Regions from separate parts of the Oryzias latipes genome. Here region 1 is linked to region 2. The links are chromatin contacts, called in public Hi-C maps. All regions are on one chromosome and are shown on one strand. The core of a region is the stretch at or near the end of the contact, and the rest is flanking DNA. Distances in the headings are between cores, read along the strand shown. Region 1 holds the start of LOC101174296 (nuclear receptor subfamily 2 group F member 5). Region 2 has its middle 8.4 kb from the start of bola1.

The links. A called contact is a pair of places that touch in the nucleus more often than the background predicts.
Region 1: a contact with region 2 is called in a Hi-C map of embryo, with 1.9 times the contacts expected there. The contact joins the promoter of LOC101174296 here to the enhancer-like site in region 2. A contact is called at or near these places in 3 of 5 Hi-C or Micro-C datasets (all in embryo).

The regions. Positions count from the first base shown.
Region 1 is chr16:29,292,365-29,296,501 of ASM223467v1, forward strand. LOC101174296 (nuclear receptor subfamily 2 group F member 5) reads left to right here and starts at 2,074. Exons shown (of 4, transcript XM_023964369.1): 1 at 2,074-3,091. The coding sequence starts at 2,725.
Region 2 is chr16:29,259,405-29,263,605 of ASM223467v1, forward strand. No RefSeq gene overlaps it. Among protein-coding and RNA genes, the nearest start is that of bola1, 8.4 kb to the left of the region's middle. Within about 2 kb of position 1,312, at least 4 of the 8 cell types and tissues checked have an H3K27ac peak or open chromatin away from gene starts, as enhancers often do. A contact at or near this core is called in embryo, where this site is marked.

The DNA.
Region 1 (4,137 bases), core at 824-3,323, 34 kb after region 2:
TGCACTGCAGTGCTCAGAAATGCACATTTACATTGTTGACTGTGAGATTTATTCATTCTTTTTTTTTTTAACCCTTATCACACACACGTAACTGATAGAAATCAAGGACAGCTCATCTAATTTGATTTGGTCTCACTTTATCCAAATATTGGGAGCAGTTTTTTGTTTGCTTGCAGTTTGCAGATTGTGCCACTAGATGTCACCAGTGCAAAGTTTAGACATTTGAAACAGCAAACGCTTATGTAAATATTGTTAAAAATATTTTTTCAAACTAATAAACTAAATTTATTATTCTTTGCAAGCAACAAAATACAGTGGTTTTAGAATGTAAAAAGTTTCGTAAGTTCATATCACAGTTCCACATAATGCATGATCTTTTTTTCTTATACTATATGAAACACATTTTTCCCACAATGCATTGGAAGTAGTTCACAAGAAAACCATTTTTTGTTTTCCATATGTTCTCCTTTTGTTTCTAAAAATTTTCCAGAGTTACTTTGGGAACCAGTGTGGGACATTTGCACCTATTTGCTTTTTGGAAGGTTCTTTTCTGTTTCTTGAGCAGAAAATATTCATAATTTCTTTATAGCGTTTAACAACTTACTTCCAATATACATTAAATAACAGGCTATATATTAGTGTTTGCCAAAGGTAATAATTAACACTTAATGGTTACTACTGCAGTAATGTAATCCTTCATAGGTTTCTTCATAAAAGCTGCAAAAAAAAAAACAACTTAACAGGCCAACGTGACCAAAGTCCTGCAGAGCATTTTCCATTCCAACCAGAGTCATGATTATGATTCCTGCAGTTTATGCTTGATAAAGTGAGATGACAGAGCGAGAAACTAAGACACAAATCACAAACACAGAGAAAAAGTGTGACAGATGAAAATTGATTATGGTTATGACTTTGGTCAGTTTTTTTAGGCAGGGCTTTGAGCTCAAAGACCATGACGAGAAACACTTTGTTTTTCTTTTTTCTGAACTGTTGCAGTCGTTTCTTTTTTGTTTTTTTTTGAAGCGTTTAGTTGTCCGCAACCGAAGCATCACAGAACAACTTAGAGAACTTTGGAGGACTAAGCCTCATTTTGGTGTTAAAGTGAACATTTTAGGTTTGCCAGTTTGCTTTAAATGACAATTTGCCTCAAAAATAATCATGAAATTATTAGAATCTTGTGAACATTTTTCACTTGGCCCACAAAAATATTGACCTTGTGCAAAAACAGGTCCAAACACACTTATTAAGCGTTAGTGTCAAATGAAACTGGGTCTTAAAAGCTACAGCAACAATAAAAATAATTTAATTAGAACCACATCACATAGACTTGGTTGAGGGGTAATTTATTTTAATCTGTTTTGAAGAATGAATTATTAAATAGTAAAAATATGCTTAATAGAGAAATTACTGAGTAAAATATTGTTAAAATATAAATATGGCTCACATATTTTTAAAGAAAAAAGGCAAAACAGCGTTTTATATTTGTGTGCCACTCACAACGATGACGTGTAAAATGTTGACCTTCTAAAGTGCCGAGTTTTGAGTGAATTTGAATGCATTAAAATAACTTAAAACTTTATACTTTTTGTTCATGACATAAAAGTTTTTTTAAAGTATTAATTTCTGTACATTTCAGTTAAATAGATTCTCATTTAAAATGCCCAATAGGTTCCAAAGCTTACGATGCAGTTTGCACGTCGGCGGGCTGCAAGTTCGCGCGCTAAGCTAAAAGTTTTGCGCAAAAATTAAATGTTAAAGCCATGACAAGTTTAAAAGGTTATCGAGTATTTTTATGATCCTCAAAAGCCTTTCCAGAGCTGAGAAGCCTAAGAAACCCGCACGAGAGCGCACGGTCCGAATCGAACCTGTCAGTCAAATAGATCCTGGGTCCAATCACGAAGCTCCTTGTGCTTTTTCCCAGACTTCGCTTGCCAATAGCGACGGGCTCTTTTCGTCGCCCTCCTCGCCGTGACGGGAGGGGAGGAGACCTTATTTGGCTTTTCTGACCTTATATGGAGCGCGCGCAGGGGCGGGCGTCCGCGCGAGGATCTCCTGCTGGTGACACTTTCCCCCAATTTGAAGCTTTGGCTGTCAGTCCGGACGCATGGTGAAGGGTGAGAAGCGGCTCTGAGCGCGGATCTCTGCGCGGAGGACGTTTGCGTCAAGAACCAGAGCGCTTCTTCTGTAAGTCGTGGCAGCGGCGAGCGCAGATAGAAGCGTAGCCGGGACTTCCCTCTGCGCGCCACCAAGATCCTATTTGGACTAAATCGTTTAATTTACTAAGTGAGAGCAGTCAGTTCTGACTGATTTATGATAAATCAGAGCAAATCCAAAAGCAGAATCACTAGTTGAATAACTAGCGAGAGTCAAGTACCTGTCCTCCCTTTGGCTGCATGTTTGAAGAAGGAAGCAAAGTTTGGACTTGTTTAAGTGACTTTCTGGAGTTTTCCCTCCGAAGAGCATCGTGTTTATGGATCTGTGCGCACCGAGGAGACCCGGGACTTGTAGGCTGCGCTTTCACCCTTTGATCATGATGATATTCTGATAAATGCCTTCAGACAGAATTCTGCCGCGCTGAAGAAGAGAAAAGTTGGTCACACAATTTGTGCGTAAAGAAAGACTGAACTGGAAAAGTAGGAGTCTACTTTTTTCCTTTTTTTTTAGACTGCGCTTCCTCAGACTCCTTCTGTGATTTGAACGAGGACTACGTGTTTGGGGGATAGCATGGCAATGGTAGTAAACCAGTGGCCAGAGAACATTACTGCAGATCCTGGCTCCCAGCTCCAGATGTGCGGTCAGGAGCCCGGAGGGGGACCGGGGACCCCCAACGGTTCTACCCCGGGAAACGACGCACTTTCCGGGGACAAGATTCCCAACGTGGACTGCATGGTGTGCGGGGACAAATCCAGCGGGAAGCATTACGGTCAGTTCACCTGCGAGGGATGCAAAAGCTTCTTCAAACGCTCAGTGAGGCGGAACCTCACCTACACCTGCCGGGGGAACCGAGACTGTCCCATCGACCAGCACCACCGGAACCAGTGTCAGTACTGCAGGCTGAAGAAGTGCCTGAAAGTTGGCATGAGAAGAGAAGGTAAGCTCCGCTTTCCTGATCCATGGAGAGAGGTGTTTAGGACGCGCGTTTCTGCGTAAAGCTGCGCGTAAAAGCTGCAAGGCAATGCTTTAACCACAACTGGACCCACACTAGTCCAACCACTCACACCCAGAGGAGTTGTTGCACGCGCTGCTCCATTAAAATCATTACTTTGTCCATATCTTTACAAGTTGCGTTATGGCTAACTTACGCATAAAAACGCGTTTTTTTCTGTTTGGCACAAAGAAAATAAGCACAACTTTGTGAAGTAAGTAAACATGACAACGAGGAGAAGTGAAGTCATTTATGGCGCGCACACCGTCAGTCATCGGAATAGAATCAATTCCCACCTGCGGCACTACAGCGCTTCTTCCACATTCATTCTCCAAATCCCAACAATTCACCCGCGCGCTCTGACTACCTCCCCCCGCCCCCTTTGTCTCTCTGCGGTAATTATGCTGTTTGTTCACCGACACCCCGAGCCGCTATAAGAGGATGCCGCTACATTTGTTGCATTGTGTTGCATTAGGAACGGGTCAGTTGACGCCAAAGAGGTTGAGTGGAAACGTGTTGGTGCAGAGAAGCGCTTCTCATATTAATTATGATTAAGCTGCGGCACCCCGTCCACGAGGCATGCGCCGGCGCAGACTTCATTTCGTTAACCAAACGGGACCTCTGCTAATTGCTGCGTCTGCGGTGGCGCAGACTGCCTCCGTTGTTGGCAGCTTTACTCTTTGCGAGGTATTGTCTGTCCCAGGAAAGCATGAAATGTGGATTTAACCTTTGAAATAAACCTGAGACTCTTAGGGCTAAAATAAAACGCAATCAGCTCTTTTAGTGCGCAAAAGGGACTGCGCGTAACTGCGCTAAATTTCTGCACAATCAATGAAGACGTCACCTTTCGCCCCATTTATTCCCCATTGCAAGGACAGAATAAGGTCAGCGACAGCCGGCGTTGCTCAAGGAGACTCGGGCAATAGATGCTGAGGGACAGACACCCCGCCGCTCTTTGTTCCTCACCGAAAGCGGGAATGACGGTAGGAATG
Region 2 (4,201 bases), core at 62-2,561:
CGGTTGATGGAGACCCGTCTGTCTGCAGAGGTCAACCGTCACCTGTGACCCCCCCCCCCCCCACCACTTACCAAGAGCGTCTTCTAAGAAACGTGGAGCCACAATTTTTTTTTACCTCAAAGTTGTGTATTCACTCATTTTAAAATTCAAATTAATGGCGTAGGATTTGGAATCTTCCACAAAAACTTTCACTTTGGAAAAAAAATTGCTTTTGTTGTGCAAAGAAATGTAAAAAAAAATCCTAGTTAAAGATGAAAAACTACAATAAAACTTTAGTAATTGTGAAAGTTGATGATTTATTTTTTTATTTATTTTTTGCATAGAAGTCAGCGAAGACCGTGCAGCGTCCCGCTCTGCGTCTGGACGGTTCCTCCCGGATACAGATTTACAAACTACAGTGACTGCAGGTGGGTCAGGTCAACAGGGAAGCACTGAGTGGTTTGTTTCATCTCCATATGAAATACTCAAAGCAGAAACAAACATACCAACAACCATTTCCTCATATTTAGGAATGTATTTCATAGATTTCAAAGAAGTGAAACTATTTAAAAGGTTCCATAACTCAAAATTACTTAAAATGTTACACAAAAATACAAACTGACAATGTTGGAAAGGAATATTAGTAAATTAAAAAAAAACCTTATGGGAAAATGCATTTTGCTTTCCACTTTTTTCTTTGCTTAAAACTTTTTTTATTTTTGCTTTTTTGGTTTTTTTTGCTTTCAAACAAATATTTTAATTTGGAGTGGGTCTTTAACCCTTGTGCTATCTTAGATGACCCCACCCTTACATTGACGTGTTCTCCCTACCATGACAAAGGTGGATAAAGGTGGAAAGATTTCATGTAATCCATGGACACCAGTGAAGATCACAAATCATTGAAGAAAAAAGGTTCAGAGCGCTGTCCAGTGGGTCTAGATGACCCATCTCCCAATGTTAAAGTGCCCAGGATAGCACAAGGGTTACAGAAAGAAGGCATCAAAGAGAAAGAGAAAAAAGTTTCCAACTTTGGTGCATGGTTTAGTTGCAGCCAAAACGACAAAGTTTGCGACGAGAGATGCGGCAGACGAGGCAGCTGTCCGCAGCGTTAACGTCTGTATCGGTACTGATGTGTGACGGCCTGTTTGTTAACGCATATTTGCCTCTCAGTCACCCACATGATTGCAGCAATAAGGCATGTCAGTTTTTCCCGGGGGCGTGGAGGCATGGGGCTGGTTCGGCTGGTTTTGGGGCCAAAGTGCACAGGCCAAAGCCCTCTCACACCGACATGCCCCCCCTCCAGGGCGCTAACCAAAGGAGTGTGCATGTTGAGACAGCCGGGTCACAGATAAGACTCTTTCTAGCCTTCCTCATTATCCTCTCAGCCCTCTGCCTCTGTGATCTTCCTGCTGCCTAGCTTTGAACCTGTCCCTCATTCCTGCTGCGCCCCTTTATCTCCACCTGCTGTCAATCATTCTCCATGCACGCTCTGCCTCGGTGGCTCTCCTCATAAACTTGTTTTGACCCCTCTCCGTCAGCTCCCATCCAGAGTCTTAAATGTTTCCTTTTGTCTAAGTCCCTCAAAATCTTCCCAGGATTCCCAGTTTCTCTTGCCTCCATTTCCACCCTCATCTTGCAGCTCTGGGTCTTAAGGTGGATTACAGTCACTTAACCCCCCGGAGAACTCAGCACCCCCTCTGATCATGTTTATATCTCATACACAGCCTGAAGCTATTATCATATCACCATCTCGTGTTATCACTTCCACCCCTGGGCATTACTCAGCGCTGATGTTTTCAGTCCAGAGGTTGTAAGTTATTCAAACATCAGTGTTTGGGAATATTTGGGGGCTTTGAGTGACAGCTGCTCTGGATGTTACACTCCTAAACCTCATGTATGTTTGTGATCGCTTTCTAGTTCAGCAATCAACGCATACATAGTTTTTACAGATGCATTTATGTAATCTGACTATTTTATTCTCATGTAAATGTGAGTTTTTTTCTTTTTGGAAGCATGGCAGAGACTCAAAATGAAAAGTTTCTTTTACATTATGCTTAATGCAATAAGTACAATAACTCTGCTATTGAGACATACGATTTTTATAAGCACGATTTAACAAAAGTAAAGCCTTTTTATCTCCTTTCCTAATGAATTACATGAATTACTATAACCTCTTTTACATGTTTTACAGCTGCTGCTGTTCACCTCCTGACCAGCAGTTCTGAGTGTATAACTCATTTAATCCCTTCACTGACTGTAACTATTAAAAAAAAAAATCAATTCAAAGCTGAGAATGTTTGTTTTATAAAGTTGTCTAAAATCCACTTTATCCAAAGATCTTCTAATTTCTCGCCCAGGTCCAAATGACAGGGATTGTTTGTGATGGATTCCCAAATTCTTTTCTTAGTTCCCCTGTGGTTTAAAGACTACTGTTTTTGTTTTTGTTTGTTTTTAAGTTTCCCCCTGCTCAGCTGGGTAATGACAGTGATACCTGGAGGGCGTCATGGGTTGGACCGGCCTCCCTGATTTGAACCTGAACATTCATTCATTCATTCATTCATTCATTCATTCATTCATTCATTCATTCATTCATTCATCTTCTTCCGTTTTTTCCCTTTCGGGGTCACGGGGCTGCTGGAGCCTATCCCGGCCACTTGTGGGCGAAGGCAGGGGGCACCCTGAACAGGTCGCCAGTCTGTCGCAGGGCCACATATCACACATCCATTCACTCTCACACCTAGGGACAATTTAGAGTTGCCAATTGACGTATGGAGCAAGTTTTTGGATGGTGGGAGGAAGTCGGAGTCCCCGGAGAAAACCCACGAAAGCACGGGGAGAACATGCAAACTCCACACAGAAAGGTCCCCGATTGATGTTCTGGTTCAAAAACGGAACATCAATGGCTTGAACCGGGGGCTGTGAGGCAAGAGCGCTAATCACTGTGCCACCGTGCAGCCTGAACCTGACCAGTGTTTTGTCATTGGACATCTGTGCTACTCACGATTTATCCATGTTTAAACACAAGAATGTCCATTAGTCCAAGTGGCATCAGGTCAATGATTGACTTTGTAGTTGTGCCATCTGACCTATGGCCATACGTCTTGGACCCTCAGGTATAGAGAGGTTTAGAGCTTCAAACAATCTTCGCCTGGTGTTGAGTTGCATTTTTTTGACAGAGGAGGACGAAACGTGATGAGAGAGTCTCTTAGGATTGTCTGGCCGAATGGGCCAGGAGAGCTTCAACTTCTACTGTTAATGCAGCTGTTTGAAGCTGTGGCTGTACCACAATCCATAAACATGGGGGTTGCTTGAAGTAAGTGATGCTGTCAACCTGAGGAAGGAGACCTATCGAACCTGGCTGGCTTTTGGGGCTCCAAAAGCAGCTGACAGATATTGGCGTGCATCACATATACGTAAAAACATTATCAAAATTCTGCAGTATGTGAATAAACACAAACTGTCTCACAGAATAAGTCATTCAAAAACATGGCGACAGATGTGAACAATACTTATTTAATCAATACTGATTTAAAGCAGATACATTCAAATATTTGCCACAGCACTAGCGCTCATCATCATCTATCAAAGGAGATGTTAGCGTCTTCTCCAGACAATGGTACAGTAAGCTGCAGATTAAGTCACTTTAGGAAGTTGTGGTTGGTGATTTTACAGAGGAGCTGTAAAATCCCGCATGACGTGCTCAACTTTTGATGAGCTGTGTGATGCTGTGGACCTCTGGTGGCGTCCGCTGTGCAATCTCAATTTTATTTGTATGGCCCAAACTCACAACAACACTCATCTCGATGGGGTTCGTATGGGTAATTGAAAAAGTATAACATAAAATTAATAGGATCATGAATACATAGAATTCAATAGGAAAATACTAAATTGAACTAACAAACTGACTAAACTAAACTGGACTAAACTGCAGCGCCCAAGGCAGCCAGTTCGTAATGCCATCCGGTTGCTGGTCGCGTGACTCGTTTAACCCTTGTGCTGTCTTAGATGACCCCACCCTTACATTGACGTGTTCTCCCTGCCATGACAAAGGTGGATAAAGGTGGAAAGATTTCATGTAATCCATGGACACCAGTGAAGATCACAAATCATTGAAGAAAAAAGGTTCAGAGCACTGTCTAGTGGGTCTAGATGACCCAACTCCCAATGTTAAAGTGCCTAGGATAGCACAAGGGTTAAGTATGCTGTGGTGATTTAATCAATG